Linked DNA regions of Mus musculus: region 1 is linked to region 2. The links are chromatin contacts, called in public HiChIP or PLAC-seq maps. All regions are on one chromosome and are shown on one strand. Each heading gives the region's core, a stretch centred on a gene start, on an enhancer-like site or on the middle of the called end of the contact. The rest is flanking DNA. Distances are from core to core; before and after follow the strand shown.

Evidence for each region. HiChIP or PLAC-seq counts read pairs in DNA pulled down with a chosen protein or histone mark.
Region 1: an H3K4me3 HiChIP or PLAC-seq map of embryonic forebrain shows a contact between it and region 2, with 8 times the contacts expected there. The contact joins the enhancer-like site here to the promoter of Wwp2 in region 2. A contact is called at or near these places in 6 of 39 promoter capture datasets (cranial neural crest, embryonic stem cells, frontonasal cranial neural crest and 3 more), 5 of 115 datasets of contacts at active chromatin or transcription factors (craniofacial prominence, embryonic forebrain, embryonic limb bud and 2 more) and 1 of 9 other capture datasets (embryonic tail).

What each region holds. Positions count from the first base shown.
Region 1 is chr8:109,433,889-109,439,732 of GRCm38.p6, reverse strand. It overlaps a transcript of Pmfbp1 not described here. Among named protein-coding and RNA genes, the nearest start is that of Gm35145, 24 kb to the left of the region's middle. Within about 2 kb of position 2,527, at least 33 of the 459 cell types and tissues checked have an H3K27ac peak or open chromatin away from gene starts, as enhancers often do. A contact at or near this core is called in embryonic forebrain, where this site is marked.
Region 2 is chr8:107,434,117-107,439,954 of GRCm38.p6, reverse strand. It overlaps Wwp2 (WW domain containing E3 ubiquitin protein ligase 2), which reads right to left and starts at 3,585. Exons shown (of 24, transcript NM_025830.4): 1 at 3,514-3,585. It also overlaps the pseudogene Rps26-ps1.

The DNA.
Region 1 (5,844 bases), core at 1,278-3,777, 2.0 Mb before region 2:
TACACATATATACATACACACATATACATAACACATATATTAAATATAAACATTAAAAATTCCAGCAATAAATTAATGGAGCACACAGGGAAAGCAAACAAGTTTTGAGAAACCAGTTACCTGCTAGGTTGAAAGTTTCTTTGAAATTCTATATATGGACATATAGCATCAGGACAAAGGGGTCTTTACAATTTCAAACATAAACACGTAATTTAATGTACAAAACACTCCAGAAAGTCCAGCAGCCACGAGTACAGCTACCTCCACACATCCATTTCTCAGACACTCGTCAGGCATCTATGTGTGTGTAAGGCCTGCATCAGGCATGGTGAAGTCACAGACCTGACTACGTTTCACAGAGGAGGATCCGGGGGAACACTAAAGGACACCATGCGCTTTGGAAATGGCCTCAAGAAAGCAAATGACACATTTGAGAGTTGGGTAATACTCCTCAGTGTCAAATGGATGAAACTCTTCATGACACTCTGAGGATGGTGGCTGTGTTCTACATAGAAAGAGGAGAGAGTTACTCTACAGCTCCTGCTTGTGTTAGAAGACAGTGGTCTGACACCGAAAGGGCTGAAATGTAGGGGATGGCTGTAGGTAATAGGAAACTGAAAGGCTTAGACACAAGTCCAGTTAAAAGTGTTCAGAAGCAAGGCTGGAGGAATAACAAGGGGAAGTAGTCATGGACGTGTGTACAGGCATACCCATGTGGCCTAGGGTTTCCATTGCTATGAAGAGATACCATAACCAAGGCAACTCTTATAATGGACCACATTTAATTGGGGCTGCCTTACAGTTTCAGAGGTTCAGTCCATTATCATCATGGTGGGAAGTGTGACAGCGTCCAGGCAGACATAGGGCCGGTGGAGACAAAGTTCTACATCTTGATCCAAAGGCAGCCAGGAGAATACTGGCATGATGGATCAGGCAGCTAGGAGGAAGGTCTCTTCTGCAAGGGGTGGAGACCGAGTACAGGAGGCGTGTTCTCAAAAGCCCACCCCTACAGTAACAAACTTCCACCAACAAGGCCACGCCTCCTAAGAGTACCACTTCCTATGGGCCAAGCATATTCAATCTACCATTGGGACTGGCTCACTGACTGAATGAGCATGTATCCGCTGCCTCACAGGAGACTTCCATGTCCGAAGCTCATGGTTGCTGCTTGAATGGGGATCTTCATCCAGATGGGGATAGTGACACTGAGCCCCAGAGGCCACTGGGAAGATTCAGACAGCTCAGCTACTGTGGACGGAGGTTTGAGACTGGTGTTCCACACAAGGGGAGGGACAGAGTACAGATGAACAATGTACAGAGTACTGAGTTATGAACAATGAGGTGACAGGGGCAGAAAGCATCTACGGAGGAGGGCAGGAAACACGTGCTGCGCGGACAGGTCACGTGGATCCAGGTTTCCGTTGATATATAGCCTCTTTCATTAAAGCCCAAGGAAGGGCACACTGACATCACTCCAAAGAGTTGAACTAGTGAAGAAAATAAAAAAGTGACTCTAAACCTGGCCGTTTAGTTTTAATATTGTAATACGTAGACCACTGCATGATGGGAGAAATGCACCCTCATATTTTGCTATTGGAAATAACCTGGCCCGGCCCTTTAGATTAGGAAATAATTCGGAAATATGTATCAGAAGGCTTAAAAGGGATTGTATTCTTTAAAGCAATACCAATTTCTTAGACTGCTTTACCAAAAAAATAAAAATAAAAACAAAAACAAAAACCCTTGCTTTAAAAAAAAAAAGCGCCGTACAGAGATTCATCACAGGATATATGTGAGTCTTAGCTTAGATGCTTAGCACGGTGGAATGGTTTCGTAACTTTTGATATACCTACCGAGGAGAATATTAAGCAGCCGTGAAAATGATATTTAAAATGGATTTGCTGTTTGTTTTAAGAAAGAATTGATATTCAATACCGTCACAAATATATAAAACGAACTAGAATGCCCACAAACAGGAAAACACAGAGAAAGAAGCAGCACAATTTAAATAGGGCCTATCTATACTTTTTAGACTGCCTTTGGCCAGTATTATTAACCCATTATTTTGAAAATTTTCTATAGAAATCTTTAATGACTATTAATCAGCAAACAGTCTCTAACAAAGACGGACTGAAGCCTGGTGCCGGCTTATTGTAGCTTTGAAAAGGGATCAGGGAGGGCTGGACAATGGCATGCTTGTCACAGTAAGGTAGCCTGGCCGGGATGAGATGCTCTGAGGCCTGCAGAGACCTCTGGGGACACAAGGCTCTGAACACATACATCCCGTGAGCTGTTTTCCCACGCCCCTCCCTTACATCCCCTGCTCGCAGAAAGGACGGGGTACCAGGTACAAGTACCCTCTCAGTGTTTCACTCAGAGCTGCTGCTTCCAGAACTCTCCATTTCCCAGAAACCCTGCCTTGTCCCTCCTTTGCTAGCTTTAGTTTCTCAGATTCCAGAGCCCGGAGACAGCAAGAGTGGGGGGAGGGGAGCAGGGAACACGTGATTGCCGCCGAGACACGCCCTAAGCCCATAATGTCTGAAAGGTTAAGCAAAGACAGAGATGTGAAGAGGGAAGACTCTCCATTCAACAATAATCGCTCCCCTCATCCCTTCCTAAAATGGGAAGAAAGGGTTGCGAGGTGACATTAGGCACTTTAAAATATGCAAAATTAGGAGCTGTGCAGACCTCATTAACACCCGCCTCCAACATCATTAAGATGTTTCCAAGAAAATTAATTGAGAGACTCATTAAAAATAAATTAAGAAAAATGTGTTGCAGAGCGCCCGTATTCAGCTCATAAATCACAGCTCAGAGCTCCGGCCCGCTGCTCCAGCAATTAACTCCAACCGATTTGTTTTATCCTGAGTGTGAAAATTAGAAAGCAGACGTGGAGATTAGATTAGGGACGTCTGTCAAGCGGAACTTGGAGTGAATATTTTAGATTACAAAATGGAAACCAGGAAAACAAAGAAAGCAGAGATTTCATACCGAGGAGTTTGTCCGTGAAAAGGGACTGGCGGATGAAGGGGGTTGGAGGGAGGGCGTGGGGGGGGGGGAGGGAGAAGCTGTGAGAGAAAAGAACAGATGTTTATATTATAAGTCTAAATAGATACTCGTGGCAGGAGAGACATAAAATAGAGGGTCCTTGATGTCACTTACATACGTATGCCATACTTTCATGTTGAGACATTCATTCTTATCACTCCAAACAGTTCCGGGTCTGAGTATGGGATCCATCTTCCTCCGTATGAAAAGAAATACACTAACTTCTCTTTGTGTTTCTTATTCCATAGTCAATAGCCAACAGTTACCTGGGGTTTCTAGTTTTGTTTCTGTTGCTGCAACAAACGGCCGGGTCAAAAGCAACTTGGAGGAGGCAAAGGGCATATTCAGTTTACACGCCCAGTTCACAATCCACCATTGAGGGAAGTCAGGGTGCAAACCATGAAGGAATTTGGATTATTGGCCCTCAGGCTCAGTTAGCTTCCTTATATAGCCCAGGACCACTGCATAGGGGATGGTACCGCCCACAGTGGGCTGGGCCCTCCCACATCAATTAGCAATTAAGGAGACACTGCACAGACTTGGCCACTTCTGTAACTGAGCTTCCTTCTTCCCAGATAATGCCAGGTTGTGATGAGCTGACAGTAAGAGCTATTCAGGAGATGGAGTAGTTAGCAGGCCTCTTGCTGGTTTCACACATGTATGCCATTCTAGTTAAAGTTCACAACTCCAAAACAGAGAGTCAATTTATAAGTTATGGAACCAGGGCTGGAGCGATGGCCCAGTGGTTAAGAGCACTGACTGCTTTTCCAGAGGTCCTGAGTTCAATTCCCAGCAACCACATGGTGGCTCACAACCGTCTGTAATGGGATCTGATGCACTCCTCTGGTGTGCTTGGAGATAGCAACAATGCTCTAATATACATAAAACAAGAAAATAAATCTTAAAAAAAAAGTTACAGAAACTGATGCCCAAGGTAAAGTGTGAGCTTGGGGGATTATGTTGGGTTTGCAAACCTTGTGCTTTACTCTGAATCTGGTGAAGCCATCTGTGGCAGGTTTTTGTTTTTGTGTTTTTTCCAGTCAGCTTCTTTTTTGTTTTTGTTTTTTTTTTTTTTTTTTTCATTCTTTTCTTTCTTCCTTCCACAAATGTTTACTGTAAACTGCCAGGTGTGGTGCCGGGCTGGAGAGATGGAGTGGTGGCTTCCTCGGGTTTAGGAAGATGGGTACTGGGCGAGACACTGCAAATGACGTCCTGGTGCAGAGGACACACTTAGAACCCCGTCCCCAGGGCAACAGAGACCTTCTGTCACCCCAGTCACTTACTGCATGTCCATTCCGTAAAAGCACTTCCTGAGTTAGATCACTGGTTATCAGCTATGAGGCACTGGGCAAGCCATTCAACCTCTTAGTTTCCGCATCTGTAAAATGGGGATAATACTGGTACTCCCTGCAGAATGAGTCCTCCCTCCCTTCCTTCCTCCACATCCCTCCTCCATCCCTCCTCCCCTCCCTTCTTTTCATTCTTTCTCTTGAGAAAATCCCAAGAAGCCCTTAGCAAAGTGCCCAGCTCAGAGCAAACACCGAGGAAATGTCAGCAGTTATTATTTAGAGGTGACATTTATGTTGGCTCTTAAAGGAGCAGTAGGAATTCAATTAGAATTCCATTTCTAGGGACAGCTGCAACCTTATGGGTAGTATTTAATATTATTTGGATCTTTTGAGTAAAGGGAAGAGGGGATAATCCCGGGCATTAATGAGAGCCAGGCTGGCTTGTCATAACACACAGCCTCACTGGGTCAAGGATCTGAGCTCGGGCTGTGAGTGGGATTTGAGGGCAGGACAGGGGATGCGCGGCGCCTTTATCGAGCTTTCTCAGGGCACCTTGAAGGCAGGGAGGAAGAACGCCATGCTGAAGGGAGAAAGGTGAAGGTGGAGGAGACACACCGCGTCACATTCTCCACTGCTTCCTGCCTTGCCCCAGAGGCAGCCGACAGGGGGCGGTAGCTGGTAGACTGGTTTTGTAACCTCTGGGATTCAGTGGCAGCCCAGTGGGTTGTGTCATATCGTTGCTTTTGTTTAATCTAATTGTTAATAGATGGGATGGAGGTCTTCATAACAGGTGTGCTGGCCCATCAATTGCGATGGGGTCAGTAATGGGCCAGAGATGCAGGATCTGGGTGAACCCACATCTGGGTGTTCTGAGATGGCCCTAGCTGTTACTCACAGCTGGTGTCTCTTCTGACCCATCGAGGCTGGTCCTGTAAAGAATCACTCTGTGCTTTGGGAGAGCCAGGTCAAGGCAGAGTCAGAAAATTGGAAACATGAGAAAATATATCCTAGGTGGGTTGATCACCTACTTAATCATAATGCAAGGGCCAAAATATTTGATCTGGTGAGTACCCTGGGCAGGGGGGAAAAAAAAGACTATAAAGACAGTTGACTCCCCAAAGCTTTGCTAAGAGAAAGTTGTCTAATGGCTACGGGAGCTGGAATCACTTCTGGACACAATGCAGGCTTGCTGTGCCACAGGCAAAGAGCAATGACACACTGGAAACCAGTTGGCTGACACTAGGATGTCTTAAAGTCTCCTGTCTTTACAGCTTAGAGGTCTGCTGTAGGGTAGGAGCCATGGGAGGATAACAGGGTGCTCTCAGCAGACAGGACAAATCTCACACTTTCCAGATGACAGACACCGAAGGTAGAAAAGAAGCAATCACGGGGGGGGGGGCGTGGATGGCAGAGGAAGGGCACAGTACTGAACTTCCTAGATTTAAAGAAATAAAGCCAAAGCCGTAAAAGCGACCAAACGGCAGATCCCTGATAGTAGTAGTTAAGT
Region 2 (5,838 bases), core at 2,336-4,835:
TCCATTCCCAAGACCAACTTCTTCAGTTTATAAATTACCCTGCAATGGGATGAGACTGTACACAAGTATAGAGCAAGCAGGGTTTTCTCAGCATTATCAGTTACACTGTACAATTATAATTTTTTCTCTTATCCTATTCTATTTTTTCTACGTCTTTCTTTCTCTTTCTTCCTTCCTTCCTCCCTTTTTCTTTCTTTCTTTCCTTCCTTCCTTCATTTCTTTCTTCCTCTTTTCATAACCCAAGCTATAGCTGAACATTTGAACTCCCAGTAATCCTCCTGCCTCTGCCTCCCAAGTGTTTGGATTACAGGCACTTATACCCAACCTAATAGCATATTTTTAAAAATATTTTAAGATGAAACTTTTTTTCTCTTTCGAGTCTTGGCTCCAAGATGACCAAAAAAAGAAGAAACAACGGTCGTGCCAAAAAGGGCCGCGGCCATGTGCAGCCCATTCGCTGCACGAACTGCGCCCGGTGCGTGCCCAAGGATAAGGCCATCAAGAAGTTTGTCATTCGGAACATTGTAGAAGCCGCTGCTGTCAGGGACATATCTGAAGCAAGCGTCTTCGACGCCTACGTGCTTCCCAAGCTCTATGTCAAGCTGCATTATTGCGTGAGCTGTGCCATCCATAGCAAGGTTGTTAGGAATCGATCCCGCGAAGCCCGGAAGGACCGAACACCCCCACCACGATTCAGACCTGCTGGCGCTGCACCTCGACCTCCACCAAAGCCCATGTAAAGAGGCCGTTTTGTAAGGACAGAAGGAAAACTACCCTGGAAAAATAAAATGGAAGTTGTACTTTAAAAAAAAAAAAAAAAAAAAAAAAGAAACTTTTTATCGCTTCTATGAATTAAAAGTAATAGGTCTAAGAAGAACAGACCTAGGTTATAGAGAAAGTGGCTCATTGGGTAAAGGTGACTGCCAGCAAGCCTGACAACTGGAACTCAGTTCCCAGGACCCATAGAAGGAGAGAGCCAACTCTTGCATTTATTTACTAGTTCCAGAATCTAATATCAGGACTTCAGTAAGCCTCAGTTCTTCATCTGTGAATGAAGCAATGCAACCTTCAGAGATCTGGAAATGAATGAGACGAGACGCTGAGCCAGGCACAATGGTGAATGAAGGCCTGCGACCCCAGGTCTTGGAAGGTAGAGAATCTATCGTAAGTTCCTCCACAACATAACCAGTTTGAGGCCAGCCTGGGCTAAAACCTACCTTCTATCAAAAAGCTAAAAGACCCTGTCTCAGAGAGAAAGGGAGGGGAGGGGGGAGAAGGGAGGGGAGGGGACTGGCTGGACCGGACAGGGAGAGAGGTTGAGCATAGTAAATAGCGCACAGCTTTAATCCCAGCACTTGGGAGGTAGAAACAGCTGGATCTTTATGAGTTCTAGGCCAGCCAGGTCTACACAGTAAAACTTTTGTCTCAAATAAATAACCAAAATAAAAATAAATGAGAATCTGGTATCAGTTCTTTGCAGATGGGGATGTAGTCACTAAATGAAAGACTAAGATAGACCTGGTGGTATTGGCCTCAAATCCTAACTACTGTTGTGTTGGAGGCAGAAGGATCACAAGTTCAAGGCCTGCCTGAGCTACAGGAGTTTGAGGCCACCCCAGGCAACTTACTGAGAGCCTGTCTCAAAAGGAAAAAAATAAAATAAAAAATTACAAAAAGAAGGGAAGTGGGAAGGTGCAATGTTCAACAACAACAAAAAATTAAGAGACTGACAAGCCAACTGAAGCCTTCTCCTCATGGTTCTGGCTTTCCATAGACCAGTAACACTAAACAGAGAAAGGGACGGGAAACTTATGCTCTAACCCCTTGTTCTCCACATACACCGAGCAGTGTGACCTTTAAAAACTCATTTACTTCTCAAACACTGACCAAGTACTCCTAACATACCAGGCCTGGGGCTAGTAGCCAAAGAAGTCAGGTAAAATAAGATCACTGCCCTTGAATGATTTACAGTCCTAGCAGGAAGACAGTAAACAAGGAAGAAAAACAAAATGAGGATGTCAGGCAGGCTGAGACTAAAGAGATGCAGGCGAAAGCACTCACTGCTCTTCCACGGGACCAAAGGTCAGTTCCCAGCATGCAAATCCAGAGGCTCACAACCACCTGTATCTCTAGCTCCAAAGGACCCAATGCTCTGTCTGTCCTTGGTGGGCACATACACACAGGAACATACACACAAATAAAAATACATCTTTTATTTTAAGTCAATTCTCTTAGCTTGTTATCTATAAAGTGTGAATGACTTCTCGAGACTGCTACAAAAATTAACTTTTAAATGCTTATAATATACCCCCCAAGTCTTCAACTCCTAATATATTAATGCAAAGTGCTTTTTCCCCCCTAGCGACCTGTGATTCTGGCTCCTGTCAATGTCCCATTTGAACCCTGACCTTCGTTGCATTCATAAACTTTGCTTCACTTCTGCAAACCTTAGCAAAAGTGAAGGGAAAAGAGGGTGGCCTGTTTGTTTATTTAGGCTGGCTTGGAACTTGGAGCCATCTTCAGGCCTAGGCCTAGAGGATGAAGAATCTTAAGATGGGTATTTTTAACCTCAAAAACTACGATCTAGGTCACAGTTCTAAGGAACACAAGAGAAACTTCTCAGTCACCCCACCTAGTCACAGCTGGTCAAGATAAGCAGTCACATGGTAAAGGAAGCTGCATAATTTAAGCTTGAGAGGTCTCAAATCGGTATGGGCAGACTTTCAACTGTCCATGACTTCAGCAGTCAATGCGTTGCTGAGGTAACGCCGGCCCAGGTCGCCAACAACAGTGTAGGTTAAAAGTCTTGTTATGATCACAGCAAAGCACCTACACGTCTTTTTTTTTTTTTTTTTTTTTTTTTTTTTGGTGGCCTCCAAGATGACCCGATCCGGGAGCATCTCAAAGAAAGACGATCTGATGGGCAAGGTTCCCAACAAGTGGAAACCCTACCCAAACAGGGCAAAGTGGGTGTGACCAGAGTCAGACGATCAAGACTCAGGGATCCCTCCTGAAGTTTAAAGAACTGAACAGAACCGGTATCAAAGTCCCGGATCGCCATCCTTTTTAAAGAGGACGGAAGGAAAAAAGACTCTTGGAATGGGGTCCAGGCCGCATCGTCCAGATTTTTTTCTCCCTGTCCCTACAAGCCAGACGCCCACTCCCAGGCAGCCCCTTCCAGGGAGCAAATGAGTCTTCCCCGGCTGAGGTCGGGCCCCCTTCCCAGACAGACACGGCTCCTCCGCACCGCAGGCACCCGGGGCTGGGGGTCTCCTTCCGGAAGCGCCACCAGCGGGCGACTCCCGCCGGGCCCCGCGCCCACCCCGCCCGGGCGCGAGCCGGGACATCCCTCCTCGGAGGCCGGAACCGCGCGCCAGGCCCCTCCCACAGGAAGCCGCCGCCCCCCGGCGCCCGCCCCGCGCCGCCCCCGGCCCCTCGCGCCGCCCGCCGCCCCCTGGCTGCCCCGCGCCGCCCGCTCGCTGCCGAGCCCCCCAGTGCCCCCGCGCCACCTACCTGCCGCGGCCACACCAGCGGCGCCTAACTCCGCTCCACTTCCGCCTTCCAGCGCCCGCACTCGGGCCGGGTCACGTGGGCGTGCGCGGTCACCTGACCCGGAAGAGGCTGGCCGGGGCGCGCAGGTGCGGACCACCTAGGACCCGGGCGGCGAGCGTTTGACCCGCTCAGGGCCGGGATTGCAAGGATCACCCGGGCTGTGCCCGAGCAAACGTATAAAATAAGGGCTCACCGGGCCCCGGGGTCTTTATGTATGCCTTTGGAAGCAAGTACAGTTGTTTTCCCGCCATGGTACAGGTGGGAGAAGACCATCCGATCAGTTAAGTCAAGTCTTGAAGGAGTTGCTGGATAAAAAACAGTACGCTCCCCCCCTCCAAACTTGAGTGTCAGATAAACCGTGTAACTCTAAGCATGTCCCCAAATTTGCAAAGGATGTTTTGGTACCACAGATGTATACTGATCAAACTTGAGCATCCCATGTAATGTCGTTAGCTTGTGCCAACTCTGTAAGGCCTTGTTCTCAGTTCTAGAAGTATAAATGCCCTGGCCTTTGTAAGGCATCTGTTGTTCCAAGAAGCAAAACTGGAAAGAGGGACGGGAGTGGAGCATGGGACATGACACACGACAACCTGACACCCTTTCAAAACTTCCGGAGTCCCTACGTGTCTTCCCCATGGGGAACCAACTCCCATCCCCCCCCCCCCGCTCCCCTCCCCTACGGAGTAAACTGAACATTATGAATTAACAAACAGGGAATCTATGTAAGTAACCCTGGCTGACCTGGAACCCAGCGCTGTCCTTGGCCACCTGATTCCTGGCATTGTAGACATACCTCACCGTAGCCTGGACAACAGAAACTTTCTGGGTTTTGCAAGATTGACAGTTGAACGTGACTAGTCCAGGGCGTCCCAACTGACCTATGTTCCCAGCCATTTTGCTTCCTTTCTGGTTTTTATTTGGAACAGGGTCTTATTTTAAATGCTCCAACTGGCCAAGAACTTTTAATTCCATTGCCTTAGCTTCTGAGTAGTTAGGATTACCAGTTTATACCATTGGGGTGGAGGGTTAGGGGTGAGAGAGGAGACAGGTGGGGCAAGATTTTATGTAACCTAGGCTGGCATCCACCACCGAGTTAATTGTTCTGATTACCTGGATTTTTGTTGGGTTTTTGTTAACTGAAATATTACATTTTCATTTGTATTTTATTACATAGATGTTTCTCTTGAAGTGTATCTGTGTACCACCTGTGTGTCCGGTGTCTTTGCTGTGGGGTATCTACCAAGAGAAAGTCTTTATTAGCCACCCTGTGACTACACTGGGTGTTCAGGATCCCTGTGTAGTATCAAGCCTTTCTCGGGGCGAGGTTTTAAGCGCAAAATTCGCGTCCTGGGTCGACATGCTCCAGTTAGCAGAAACAGCAACAGAACTACAGAAGCCAAAAGGCGAGATGAATGCATCTAGAGACTTTCCCAGAACTGGGGACTTTGGTGGATTATGTCTCTGTTTTCTTTCTTTCTCTCTTTCTTTCTTTAAGATTTTATTTATTTATTATTATAAGTACACTGTAGCTGTCTTCAGACACACCAGAAGAGGGCGCCAGATTCCATTATGGGTGGTTGTGAGCCACCATGTGGTTGCTAGAATTTGAACTCAGGACCTTCGGAAGAACAGTCAGTGCTCTTACCCGCTGAGCCATCTCACCTGCCCCCCCCCCCCCCCCCCCGTCTCTGTTTTCATGTTGGCAGGTGGTGCTGTCTGTGTGCTGAGTTTTATGGCCACAGTGGTACTTCCATCATGGAGTCAGTTCGTAGTGAATGAGTCAAGTCATGGACTCACCCTACTCTGAAGAGGTGTAATTGGCCAGACAGTGGTGTATACCTTCAGTCCTAGCACTCAGGAGGCAGAAGCAAGGGAATTTATGTGAATTGAAGGCCACCACTGGTCTACAGAGCAAGTTCCAGGACAGCCAGGGCTACATAGAAAAGCTCTGTTTCAAAAAAAGAAAGAAAGAAAGAAAGAAGTGTAGTTGGTCCTAAGGACCATTAATTTTACTGGACAGATACACTGATAGGTAACCGGCCACATAATTTAAGATGCACGGCCCTATCATTCCGCCAATCAGAATGAGAATTAAAGATCCATCCAGTGCTGATAACAGACTAGTTAGCCAGGGGACCAAGAAGATAGAGACAGGTACTATTTGATTTATGTCTTCATCTGTTTTTCTTTTTGAAGTTTTCCTCTACATGACAAGACTTTTTTCCTAATTACTCTTGATCAATTACCATTAAAAAAACGACAGGTCTTCCCCCAAGCCATACATAG